Regions from separate parts of the Sus scrofa genome. Here regions 2, 3 and 4 are each linked to region 1. The links are chromatin contacts, called in public HiChIP or PLAC-seq and promoter capture Hi-C maps. All regions are on one chromosome and are shown on one strand. The core of a region is the stretch at or near the end of the contact, and the rest is flanking DNA. Distances in the headings are between cores, read along the strand shown. Region 1 holds the start of NME6 (nucleoside diphosphate kinase 6). Region 2 holds the start of LOC100156879 (cytochrome b-c1 complex subunit 1, mitochondrial). Region 3 holds the start of PFKFB4 (6-phosphofructo-2-kinase/fructose-2,6-bisphosphatase 4). Region 4 holds the start of SHISA5 (protein shisa-5).

Region 1 (3,173 bases), core at 490-2,989:
AGCGGCATCTTAAATGGCATTACCTAGAGACAAGACTAGACACAGGTAGATGCCCCTCTGGATAGAAGGAACACAAGCCAAAATTAACCTCTTAATGTGTGATTCTCCCAAATGAGTTCAGACTCATAACGTATAGAATTACTTCAGTCCCAGTAAAACTGAATCAAGACTCTGCCAGTTTATGCACCTTCCCTTAGATATCATTAAGTATGAGCATCTTTAGACATATTTCTAAAGACAACAGATTTCTAAAGACAACATTCTCTCCCATATCTGGTAGGAGCTGCTTTCGAAATTTTGTCAATGTGGGGCAATGCTGTGATAATTTATATGTCCTGCCAACTATATGGATTCTTTTTGTTCTTTCTATTGTTTTAAGAGAGGCTTATAAGAGACTAGGTATTGGTCTTGGATAGTGCAGAGTTAGAAGGCAGATGCATTAAGTGACATTCTCCAACAGCTCCATCAGTATTAATTAAGCTGATGTTTGGTCTCCACCTACCCACCATTCCTCTATTTCTGTTCTGAGCCCAAGTTTAGGGGGAAAAAAAAAAAGGTGTTTTTTATTGAGTCTTCCCCTAAAATCACATCTGCTATTACTTTCATTATACAGGCTTATTTTTGAGGATAGTCAAAGCCACTATAAAATATGGAGATAAAGCCTTCTACAATGTTTGTAAGAGAGACACACAGAAAAGGTGAAATAATAACCACAGCCTAAAAATTGGCAAAATCCCTATATCCCAAAGGTATGTTAATGAAAATAAAAGTAGGAAACAAAGTTGGACCTTATGTATCTGAGAAAAAAGCTAAAACCAGCGGTCTGGTCAATGGGACACGGTAAGTTTACTCTCATCCCCTGAGGGCAGAAATGGACACGTGCCTTCTTCGCTAGCCAGAGGGTAAGACATGGACTTTTCTAAAGACACCCGTGGAAAGAAGCTGCAGAACTACAGAACGTCCTTCCAACATTCCAACAGTGCAACACCTGTACATGCAGGCACAAAGTCGGCTTAAACATTTTTTAATTGATAATACTTACCGCTTATTTTCACTCTTCTCAAATTTAGTGCTTCTCTCCAAGAAACAAAATTTACTACCGTTATTCAATCTGCCACTGTTCCCTTTCCATACATTAGACGATACACCATGAACACCTCTATTTCTCACCTCCTCGCCCTGGACTGCTTCAGCAAACACCAGGGTAACCCCACTCCAATCCTATCTCAAATTCCTTAGCGACATGTTCAAAGGCCTTAACGACTAGTTTCCCTCAAGACCTGCGAACATCCTTTCAGTCAAGAATCCTCCCTCACCAACCCCATATTGGGATTCTATGGCCCTTCCCGTCCACGTATCTCTCTGTGCTCAAGACTTCCAATGGCTGCAGTTTGCCCTCGAGATCCGGCGACCAAGTTCTTTGCCACCCATGTTTTTCCGACAAATACTGGGCACCAACCATGCGCCAGGCACTACCTTACACTAAAAATAAAACAGAGAGCGAGTTGGGCAACGCCACTCTGGAACGCCCATCCTGTCCTCCCCGTGCCACCTCCCCGCTCAGGGCTGCGGCCCTGGCCCTTCCTCCCGCTGGAGGGCGCCCGAGACAGCTAGGAAGAGCAGCTTCCGCCCGAGACGACTTCATTGCCTCATCCGGTACGGGGCAAGTGCAGTAGAGACACTTGGGCCACCTGGGGGCGGTCCTTGCCGCAGCAGGGCCTTCCAGACTGGCTGGCACATCGCCATACCTCACTCCAAGGGCGCTCGCGTCCTCACGGCAAGGACCCCACGGAGGGCTGCCCGGCCGAACGCCTGAAGGACCCCGCTTAGTCGGCAAGGCCAGCTATCGCAGTGCCTGGTGGCCGCGCGGGGAGGTCCAGGTGACTCGGACCCGAACTCCAGCTGGACTGGAACTCTGAATAGACCAGAATCTGGGGTGGCTTAGGCCTCGGCCGGTTCGCGTGGCTGCAGGCCTAGAGAAACGGAGGAGCAGAGAGGGAAGGAGGCGCTGCCAAAAGCTGAGGCTGGGAGCCTGCGGTATTGGAAGGCGGAGCCTCGGGTGTCGGTGGGAGGAGAAGGGCTGCAGGTTCCGGAGGCACTTGGGAGGACAAGGGGCGTGGCTGGCGCCCTCCGGGAAGCAGAGACCTAGGCACCCTTGTGGGGGCAAACGCCCAGGCAGCTTCTAAAATTTGTAATTGTCTAATGGCGCGAGTTTAAGTTGAGCGAGTTTCTCGACCTTTCAGCATTTGCTGTAAACCAAGAGCCAGGACAGGCATAATTTAGCTGGCCTTAGGACTGCCTCCCCAGAATAGCTCCCAGCACCCTGGCTTTGGAATAGGTGGATCAGATTCATTAATTAACAAATACTGTGGGAACAGTTTTTGTACCCTTGTAGCAAGGCTGTTTGGGAATGTAAATTATAAATTCTCTGATGGGAGTACTGGCAGAGACAGGTAGTGTTTAAATTTGAACTTCTGAATGGGTAACTCCTTCCTAGGTTTACAGTTGCACAAGCCAGATTATGAATTGCACAACTTGAATGGTCCCCCTACCACTCCCTTCTCTCCATCTCATGAGCCCAAATGAGCAATTAAATACTAAGTAACTGTCATCTGCTTTATGAGTTAGGAGTGAGAGCCCTGGTTGACTTAAAGGCTCCAGAGTGGGAAAGGTGGGGAATGCAGCACTGATGGGTCTCCAATCTGGCTCTCTTCATGGCAGGAGGGAGATGACTTCGATCTTGCGGAGCCCTCAGGCACTCCAGCTCACTCTGGCACTGATAAAGCCTGATGCAGTTGCTCACCCACTGATTCTAGAGGTAAGAACAAGTCCTAAGCCTCTACTCTGTGCCCTGGGCACTGCTTCTGTTTCAGGTGCTGGAGCGCCACTTGTGAAGACTGACAACACAGTTCTGTGCTAGATGGTGTGGAGGCAAAGCTAGATGCCATGGCCTCTTACACTACAGAGACTAAAAATCTGTTGGAGAATTGTGGCAGATATAAAATATAAGAGAGGATGCAATACAATAAGAACCAAACCTGAAGACAGTGTGTGTATATTAGTTCTCTACTGCTGCATAACAGATTACTTAGTAGCTTAAAATAACACTCATTATCTCACAGTTCTAGAATTTAGAGGTCCAGTAGGCTTGGCTGGGGGCTGGGTTCTCTCCT
Region 2 (3,173 bases), core at 273-2,772, 260 kb before region 1:
GAAACTGCATGCTTGGATGTACATATGGGAAATTCTGTACCATCTACTCAATTTTTCCATAAATGTAAAACTGATCTAAAAACTAGTTTTAAATAACCTCTTCTAGAGATTCTATTTCACTTTATTTTTCATATCTAGATCATAACATAATTTTAGCTGGGAGTTCCCCTTGTGGCTCAGCAGGTTACAAATCTAACTAGCATGCATGAGGATGCAGGTTCGATCCCTGGCCTTGCTCAGTGGGTTAAAGATCCACTGCAGCCTGTGAGCTGTTGTGCAGGCCTGCAGCTGCAGCTCCGATTGCTAGCCTGAGAACCTTTAGCAACATGCAAAAGTTGCCAGCCAAGGATGGAAACCTGCTCCCCTCCCCCCCTTTCCCCTCCCAGCTCCCTCCAGCAAGAACTGGAACCACATCAGTGACAATGCCAGATGGTCAACTGCTAGGCCACCAGGGAACTCCAACATATATTTAAGCATCTTTTGTCTGATTTTTATAATAGAAAATTTGACTTTGATATTTTGAAAGGTCACAAAAAATCATGTATACCTGTAAAAGGAGTTTGGAGGTATGCTATTATTTCTTTTTCTTTTTTTTTTTTTTTTCCTTTTTTGGCCACCTGGTGGCCGTTATATGGGGTTCCCTGCCAGGGATCAGATCTGAGTGCTGCACAACCTGTGCCACAGACCAGGCCAGGCCAGGCAAGGTGGGAATTTAACCTGCACCCCCAGCACTCCCAAGAGGCTGCCCATCCCCTCGTGCCACAGCCGGAACTCCTTCGAGGTATGCATTTATTTCAAAAGCGACAAACATCTTTTCGTAAAAATTTTAAATTATGTATTCAAATAAATACAGAAATATAAAAATGGTAGCCTCTTTTCCCTTCCTGAGTTCATTTTCTGGAAGTCACCAGGCTGAAAGTTTAGAATGAGTTCCTCCAGATTTTTTTCTACGTATCCTGTTAGAGAAAGCACGTCATTTGTCATTTGTTTTGTGTGTTTTGCTTTCCAAACAAGGACTCCTTTTTACAAATTAGTCTCTCAAACTGCTCCTTCTTTCTTAGCAAAATATTGTTAAATTATTTTAATGTCAGCCATCTGAATTTATTTCATGCCTTTATTAATTTTTATTTTACACTGGCGTATAGTTGATTTTACTTCATACCTTTAAAAAAGAAAACCATGACTGTCCGTAGCAGCCTGATAGTCCCAGGTTCTGTGCCAGTGCTTTAGCCGTGAGGTTGCGATTCGCCAACATGCAGCGGATGCGCCCCCTACCCCCCACCGTTCCCAACATTCAATGGAGCCGGGGCGCCCACGGTCTGTGAGAACATCCAGCGCTCTGCTCCCAACGGGTGAAGGGGGAAGATGGACTATCTTGAGAACAGACCTGAGCCGAACGGTGGAAAGCCAAGCGGTTTGACGGTCACAGGTACCCGTGGACAGCAAGCCGCGAGTGAAGCGCCCCTGTCTCCGTCGCCAGGGGGCGACCGAGCGCCAAGTCTGCGGTACTGCGCCTGCGCTCCGCGCGCCGCCTTGTTCACTTTACGCATGCGTGGCGTGGTCTAGTGGCTACTGGAGCTAGAAGATGGCGGCTTCCGCGGTCTGCCGGGTGGCCGGCACCGGCAGTCGAGTGCTGCTGCGCACCTGCCGCTCGGTGAGATAACAATGAGAGCGCAGAGCAATGGGGTCGCGGGCCTTCGGAACGCAGACGTGGAGCGGGTTGTTGGCGGCGGCGGGTCGCAGAAGAGGAGGTCGCGGGGTCAGGGCCGTGGGAAGGTCACAGCGAGGGCGGGGATGTGAGCCCCACGGCTGATCCTCGGGGCCGGGGCGGGGATCCCACTGAGGCCTTGGGAGCTGAAAAGCGTTCCCCCAGCACAGTTCTTGTTAGTCCCACTCTCCCCTTTCCAGCAGCCGGCCTTGCTGAGGTCTCCTGCGTTGCGGGGCACCGCCACCTATGCCCAAGCTCTCCAGAGCGTGCCAGAGACGCAGGTCAGCCAGCTGGACAACGGGCTGAGAGTGGCCTCGGAGCAGTCCTCCCAGCCTACCTGCACGGTGAGTGGAGTCGGCTCTCGGGAAGGTGTCTCCATGTTGGGCCTGGCCTCTTTTCCCAGGTCGAGGTGTGACCTTGGGCTCAAATGCCCTGTGGTTTGGGTCAGACTCCTCACAGTCATCGCTGCATTGACCTCCTATCCCAATCTCTATCCTAGCCACGCCTTGGTTTCTGGGAGGCAATCCTCACTATAACCTACACTCATTTAGCATAGGATGCCTGCCAATCAGAAGGCCAAGTTCTTTTTTAGTTTTTTCTTAAGCAGCCCATATGAGAGGAATGATTCTTCAATGAGGAAGATGGAGTTCAGAGACATTACATTCGCCAGCCTCATGGCCCCAAATCATAATCTCTTGGCTAGACCAGAACTGTATTGCAGGGAGTTGTGGCTCAGTGGTTATGAAGCCAACTACTATCCACCAGGACGAGGTTCCATCCCTGGCCTGGCTTAGTAGGTTAAGGATCCTGTGTTGTGGTGAGCTGCAGTGTAGGTCACAGATGGGGGCTCATTGTCATTGCTGTGCCTGTGGCATAGGCTGGCAGCTGCAGCTCCACTTCAGCCCCTAGCCTGGGAACTTATATGCTGTGGGTGCAGCCCTAAAAAAAAAAAAAGAATTGTATTGCAGAAGATTCCAGTTAAATAGATAGGTTTTCTGAAAACAGAAAACCTCAAAATCAACTCAAAATTGAAATCTTGGCTAGATACACAGGAGAGAAGATTCTCGGGAAGCCATCCTTCTCTTCATCCCAGGCTCCACATGGTTTTACTGGTAAATTTTTGCTGTTTTCCAGGAACAAATGCTGTCCTGTGATGTAAGTTGTTGCTAAACACAACAGAAGGTGATGGGCAACTTCCTCATCACATGGCACCTGTATAAGCCGCCCCACAGCCTGTTAAGAAAACTTGGCAGAGGGAGTTCCCTGGTGGCCTAACAGTTAAGGATTTGGTGTTGTCATTGCTGCAGCTTATGTTTGATCCCTGGCCTGAGAATTTCTGCATGCTACAGGCTCAGCAAAAAAGAAAAAAGAGTTACCATTGTGGCTCAGTGGATTAAGAAGAACCTGCCTAATATTCATGAGGATGTGGGTTTGATTCCTGGCCTCGCTCAGTGGGTTAAGGAGC
Region 3 (3,173 bases), core at 502-3,001, 210 kb before region 1:
GATGACCAGGTGGGCTCTGCTGGTGCTGATGATCCTGACATTGGCCAGGACCCTGCTTGTCCCAGCAAACCCACTCCCAGGCTTTCAGCTCCTCCCTCAGAACTTTCCCCAGGTCACTCCCTGCCCTGTGACCTCAGAGAGCCCATCAGCCAGCACCACAGGCCCCTCTGCAACTTGGGGGCACCCCAGCCCTGGCCCCCACCCTGGCTCCCGCATCACCCTCTCGCTGGATGTCCCTCTCGGCCTCCTGCAGATCTTACTGGAGCAGGCCCGGGCCAGGGCTGTGAGGGAGCAGGCTGCTGCCAACGCCCGCATCCTGGCCCATGTCGGTCGCCGCTGAGCCTGAGGGAGGGGCTCACAATGCTGGAGCCACCCGAGATGGGGAGTCCCGGAGCGGCAGAGCTGGATGGTACTATATCTGGGCATGGTGCATCTGGACTCCACCACATGGGGTCACTGCCATGTGGTGTCATATCACCTAAAGTGCTTCACAGAGTCGCAGTGTGTCTGGACAGCCTGGATGTTGCCATGTCAGGTCACCAAGTGGAGCCTTGCCCTTCCTAGGAGCCCCACAGACTTACAGTATGTCTGGACAGCCTGGACACTATCATGGAAGGTTACTATCACATGGTCTCGTCACATCTGGGTTCCACAGTCACAGAGCATCTGGACAACATCACTTGTGGTCACTGACATATCTCTTTCAAGAACCTCAACACAAGAGTCTATGGCTGCATTGGAGACCAGCTTGCCCAAGACTAGACCCGCGGGTCTTCCCTGCCCCTCACTGGTCACCACACAGAGAAGTGCTGGTGGAGGGTCACAAGCATGTTTTTGTGCCCAATGAGGCAGCACCCACTCCAGACAAGTGGGGCCATCAGGGGTATCTCTAAGCATGGATTGATGGTCGTATGTGTGAGGTCTGTGGCTGTGGCAGCCTTGCTTTGTGTGTGGGAGCATATGTGTGTATGTGTGAGCAAGGTGAGGGCGTGTGAGGGGGCTGGGAGGAACAGGTGCTTGTCCTTCAAACCTTCATGAAGCATGCTCAACACATAGACAGGCACTGTCTTACCACACCCCTGCATACCCAGCCTCCACCCCGACACACAGGGCTAAAGGAGAAGGAGCTCAGGCTGCTGGGACTCCTGACCCAACTGCCCCTTCTTTGTCGAATGGGCAAACACACTCACCTTTCCAAGCCTTGGTTTTCTCCTCTGTAAAGCATAGTAATGCCACCAGGTGTCTTGTGAGCACTGAGTGATGCAGTCTGACATGCAGAGAGAGCTCAATAAATGCAGAGACCAGAGAATGGGAGAGAGAAGAATCACCAGGCAGTGACACACAAGGGTGGAGTCATAGCTGGCTACGCTGCCCCTCTGCCCACTCCCCCCACCCCAATTTCACTGACCCGTCCCTTGGTGTGGAAAGGGTGGGTTTTGGCTGATCTCACAATCCCAACTCTATTGCTGGGCTGGAGATGGGACTGACCTGGAGAGTGCAGACAGGCTTGCCTGCAGATGGGGCAGATAGTCTGGGTAGTGTAGACAACTCCAGCTGGAGCAGAGGGCAGACACCCGGCTCTGGCTGGAGAGGTACTACTGTCGGAAGTGAGGCTGCCTGGCCGGGGCACTGACGAGATCTCAGTTTGTAAGCAGCCCGGGGGGGTGGGGTGGAGGCGGGGCCCAAGGAGGGGTTGGAGAGGCGGGGCCAGCGGGCAGGCTGCCTCTCCGGAGCCTGGGGGGCGGGGCTGCCCGACTCCAAGCCGCAGGGGGCGGTGGCCCAGGCCAGTTCAGTTGCAGGATGAACCGAGGCACGGAAGGAGGCAACTCCCTGACAGGACTCGGGTCAAGGAGCAGCAGGCGGGGTAGGCTCGGAGCCCGGTGGAGAGGGTGGGAGGACTGGGAAAAGACCCGGGCGGTGTGAGGGTGGTGCTAGAAAGGGTGTGAGAGTGTTGGGGGTCTCTCCAGGAATAGGGGTGCTCTGAGGGAGTATCAATCTCTTGGTGGCATGGAGGAGTGGGAACACTGTTGCCTTACAGGGGAGAGGGAGCTGGGCCAAGTGGGGGGACTATAAATAGCTTCTTCCTCCAGCCTAGGGAGAGGGCCAGCCAGCTGGAGCTGCCTGGGGGCCTCCTCCTCTGCCCTTTGCTGGCCTCCAAGTGGTCATGTTTGTCCAGGTCTTCCCTCCGGGGTCATGCCAGTCTGGGGAGCTCCAGAGGCCCATTTGGGAAGCTTTTTATATGATGTGACTGTAGCCCTTAAACCAGCATTTCTAGAGCACCTACTGTGTGCCTTGTGTGGGTCCTGAGCTGCCCTAAACACCTACTGTGTGCTCTGTTCCAGTCATGAACCTCTCTGAACCCTTACTGTGGGCCCTGGCTGGTCCTGAGTCACCCCGAGCCCCTACTGTGTGTCCAGTGTCTGGCTGAAATCAACAAGCGTAGATCAGGGTCCACGGGCTGCTTGGTCACCCCCAAGTTGGAACCTCACACCCTGTGTGAGCTCTGAACACAGGGAGACTCAGGAAGATCCTTGGCTAGAGATGGCCAGAGGAAGCTGGGACTCCTGGAAACTCCCCAACCTCTGGTGGCAGTACAGGGAGAGGGGAGGAGGGGAATAAAGGGAAAGGGAGGCAGCAGAGAGCAGCAGGCCTCACGCAGTTGGCCCCGGGTGTAGGGCTTGTTAGTGTGTATGTGCACTCGTGGCTGTGTGCACACTGTGCTTTCATGCACTGGTGTGTGGGTCTGTGTGGTGTGCACTGAGGTCCCTGGGCCTAAGTGCTGCAAAGGGTGGTTTGGCGGTTTGGCCAGGATGGGCCAGCAGATACAGGGACTGGGAAGAGTTTGAGCATAGAGGACTGAGGATTGAGGACTCTGGCCACCCTAGTCCTAGGACACTGGGAAAAGGACCAGTGGTCAGTGCAGAGGGCACCACAGGAGCCCTCCAGGGCCAGGCCAGGTGTGTTCTCAGCAGGGAAGAGCTGAGCAGGATGTGTTCACACAGCGGCACACACTGACATCCCAGCACGTTTCCCACCCCTGGGTCAGGAGGGCTGGCTCACTCTGGGATGGCCCCAAGGAGGGAAAAGCCACAGGGGCCAGTTATTCCAGTGGACGTCTATCGACGCTGAGGGAGCAGAAAGCCAGGAGAGCATTTCAATGGAGCAAACATGTA
Region 4 (3,173 bases), core at 438-2,937, 150 kb before region 1:
ACTCACCCACCCAGCCCCTACTGGCCCCAACCTCCAGTGCAGTTTCTGCAGAGGGAATCAGTCACTCCCTGGGGCCCTCAAGATAATGTTCCAATTTCTCAGCATTATGGCTCTGAACGAGGGGTGGGAGGAGCTGTGGCTGTTGGGAGTAGGAGGTGTGTCTGACTGGCCTCCAGAAGCTTTGAGGAGCAAAGTAGGGATAGGAAGGGGCAGAGGCAGCAGGGTGGGCTGAGGCTGGGCTGTGTCAGGGAGGGCCCCTCATCATGCTCCGTCACAGGTCACACCGAGCGGTCACACCTCTGCCCCCATTTGTGTGCTGAACATGCTGAGTTTGTACCCTTCCCAGCCAGGTGGTGAGGGGGACAATGGAGGACCTAAGCCCTCCCTCCCTATTCTTACGCTGGCCAAGGACTACCCTGAGGATATCCCGGTTGTCTCCTGAGGCCTTACCTCTTGTTACACGAGGTGGCACTCAGGGTGTACACAGTGGCTCAAGTTAGTGTGACACTTCATGTTTTCTGCTATATAATGAGTATACCTGTGGCGGGAGCAGGGTGCAGAGAAGCTCAGAAACATGGGCCGAAAAAGAATGCTTGTCATAGACTGATGTTTGTGTCCTCCCAACTTTAAAGGCTAATTCCACAGTAATGGTATTTGCAGGCGGTGCCTTGGGGAGGTGAGTAGACCGTGAAGGTGGAGTCCTCATGAATGAGATTGGTGCACTCATAAAAGAGGCTCCAGTGAGGAATTCCCAGTTTGTTCAGCCGGTTAGGATACAGCATTGTCGTCACTGCTGGGGCTTGAGTTCAATCCCTGACCCTGGAACTTGTGTTGCAAGCTGCAGGTGTACCAAAAAAAAAAAAAAAAAAAAAAAAAAAAAAAAAAAAAAAAAAAGGAAAAAGAGGCCCCAGTGAGCTCCCTTGCCTCCTGGAAACAGAGGTCATCTGAGAACAAGAAAGCAGGCTCTAAACCAACACAGAATATGCTGACAGCCTGATCTTGGAATTCCCAGTCTACAGAATGGTGAGAAACAAATGTCTGTCGTTTATAAGCCACTGAGTCTGAGATGTTTGGTTATAGCTGCCCCAAGGGACTAAGACAGTAGTCCAGCTTCCCAGCCCTGGCTATGTAAGGATCCCTTGTTATCAAAGCTACAGCCCACTGGCCTGTGTGCAGTAAAGCAAATCTACTGAGCCTAGGCTGTGGTGAAGGAAAGTGCAGCATTTATTGACAGGCACCAAGCAAGGTACCTGGGGCAGCTGGTGCTCAAAACATCTTAATTTCCCCATGGGATTTAGCAAAGCATTTTTATTAAAAGCCAGAGAGGGGAGTCAAGTCACAGGGAAGGTGATCAGCTGTGCACAATTCTCTGATTCGTTGATGGTGAGGTAACAGGGTAGTATCACAGCTGTTAACTGTCAAGCAATCAAAGTGGCCATTAGGCCAGGGGTGGGCGGGGAGGGCTACATGCTTAGCATCTATAAAACAACTCAGGAAATGTGCACCAGATATTATTATCTAGGTACTTGCCAGAGGAACTAAAGCAGAGGAGGGATCTGTCCTAGGAAGGCCCCATATGGTCCTGCTCTGTTATACCCTGACCCACAGTGAGGGGGCATCTGAGGCCTATTAGCCGTGGCCCCATCTAATGGTGTCTTTGAGAGCCTAGTTCTGGCAGCAGTGATTGGGGCCAACTGGCCCCATTCTGAGCCAGGTGGTGGCCTAATGTGTGCCTGGAGCTGCCAGTTCCTAACCCTCAAACCAGGCCATTGGAGCCAAGCTTGCCCTGACACAGGGGTGAGCCTACCTGGACTCAAGGTAGGGTGAACAAGGGCATAGGGGGTCACTCCAGGAGGAGTGTCTTCAGAGCTGGAGTCCTGGGAAGCTTCTGAACTAGGCATCCAAACAGGAACCAGCATCTGTCAGGCGCCTACTGTGTGCAGAGGTTTGCCACACCACCCCACTTCACCCTAAAGTACCTCTGGGGAGTATTCCCCCGGGCGAGTGCGGGGCGGGGGAGGGCTCTGAGCCCAGCACCCGGGCCTGCCGGCAGCACCCAGCAGAAGCTCAAGGACCAGGACGCAGATCCCCGAGGAGACCTTCTCCGGACCCCGGGACAGGGACTGGCGGTGTGGGCGGACAGGGCCCTGAGAGCAAAAGGCAGCTTTGGTGGTCGCCGGGTGCCCGTCGGCGGAACCCGCTCCGGGGAACCAACACCTAACGTGTGCCTGGCCTGGAGGCTGGGAGGGGCGTCCGCTTCCTTTCCTTCCCTCGCCCTCCCCTCCTCTGCCTCCCGGGCGGGGTTCCCGGAACGGCCGGGGCGGGGCGCCGCGCGGGTCGCAGAGGCTGAGGCCGCACCGCGACCGTCAGTCCGCCCGCCAGCCCAGCCATGGCCACTTCAGCCCCCGCGCCTCGGATCCTGCTGCTGCTGTTGCTGCTGCTGCTACCGCCGCCTCCGGGTGGTGAGCCTTGGCGGGTGGCCGGGGGTTTGTCCTGGGAAGGGATGGGGGCAGCCGCGGCGCGCCGTCCCTGGAACCAGCCCAGGCAGCCCTGTCCCCGTAGGGCCGCCAGCGGACCTCTAATCACTCTGAGGTCGTCAGCCAACCCCACGACTGGTCTCTTCTGCCCAGCCTCTCACCTGTGTGAACTGACACTGTCCTGACCCCAGGCAGCTGCCACCATTGCTCTGTCCTGGAATGGTGGGAAGGGGGGGTGGTCTGTCCTCTAGTGTTCCAAGGGATTGGGTCCTCAGAGGCTGGGGTAGGATTCCCTTCCTGGTCTTAGTGGGGGTGGGCAGGGGGTGGCAACAGGGAGGCCTGGACCCTCCATCTGCACCTTCCCTCAGCCTCTGTTTGTTGGCTGGGAGCCTCTACTCCCTGCCTTCATGGCCCTGGTGTTCCTGGAGACGGCTGAGGCTGGCCCCCGGCGTTGGAGGAGACACGCTAACTGTGTGTGTTGATTGTAGACTGATGATTCACAGATGGTGGAGGCCAGGCTGGGGGCCTTTCAGGGGTAACTGAATAGAACAGCACACTGCCCCACCCACCTCCTGCCCTAGGAAGCCGAAGATTCTTCTGGGGTGGGTGGTTTTCTCCAAGGGAAGGACCTTATTTCCTGGGCACTGGGACACATCTAGAGGACCTGGGGTGGGAAGGTGAGAAGGTCCAGCCCTG

What was found. Promoter capture Hi-C pulls out the DNA fragments that hold promoters and counts their contacts. HiChIP or PLAC-seq counts read pairs in DNA pulled down with a chosen protein or histone mark.
Region 2: an H3K27ac HiChIP or PLAC-seq map of alveolar macrophages shows a contact between it and region 1. The contact joins the promoter of LOC100156879 here to the promoter of NME6 in region 1.
Region 3: a promoter capture Hi-C map of fetal skeletal muscle shows a contact between it and region 1, with 4 times the contacts expected there. The contact joins the promoter of PFKFB4 here to the promoter of NME6 in region 1. A contact is called at or near these places in 3 of 5 promoter capture datasets (fetal liver, fetal skeletal muscle and liver) and 2 of 2 datasets of contacts at active chromatin or transcription factors (alveolar macrophages and skeletal muscle).
Region 4: an H3K27ac HiChIP or PLAC-seq map of alveolar macrophages shows a contact between it and region 1. The contact joins the promoter of SHISA5 here to the promoter of NME6 in region 1. A contact is called at or near these places in 1 of 47 Hi-C or Micro-C datasets (embryonic fibroblasts) and 1 of 2 datasets of contacts at active chromatin or transcription factors (alveolar macrophages).

The regions. Positions count from the first base shown.
Region 1 is chr13:31,051,851-31,055,023 of Sscrofa11.1, reverse strand. It overlaps NME6 (nucleoside diphosphate kinase 6), which reads left to right and starts at 1,739. Exons shown (of 6, transcript XM_003132178.4): 1 at 1,739-1,880; 2 at 2,722-2,818. The coding sequence starts at 2,729. It overlaps LOC102162605 (a long non-coding RNA gene), which reads right to left and starts at 1,599. Exons shown (of 4, transcript XR_002337946.1): 1 at 1,043-1,599.
Region 2 is chr13:31,307,068-31,310,240 of Sscrofa11.1, reverse strand. LOC100156879 (cytochrome b-c1 complex subunit 1, mitochondrial) reads left to right here and starts at 1,522. Exons shown (of 12, transcript XM_021070638.1): 1 at 1,522-1,654; 2 at 1,912-2,052. The coding sequence starts at 1,586.
Region 3 is chr13:31,258,363-31,261,535 of Sscrofa11.1, reverse strand. It overlaps PFKFB4 (6-phosphofructo-2-kinase/fructose-2,6-bisphosphatase 4), which reads left to right and starts at 1,751. Exons shown (of 14, transcript XM_005669518.3): 1 at 1,751-1,864. The coding sequence starts at 1,801. It overlaps UCN2 (urocortin-2), which reads left to right. Exons shown (of 1, transcript XM_021070636.1): 1 at 1-340. The coding sequence ends at 340.
Region 4 is chr13:31,204,238-31,207,410 of Sscrofa11.1, reverse strand. SHISA5 (protein shisa-5) reads left to right here and starts at 1,687. Exons shown (of 6, transcript XM_021070633.1): 1 at 1,687-1,818.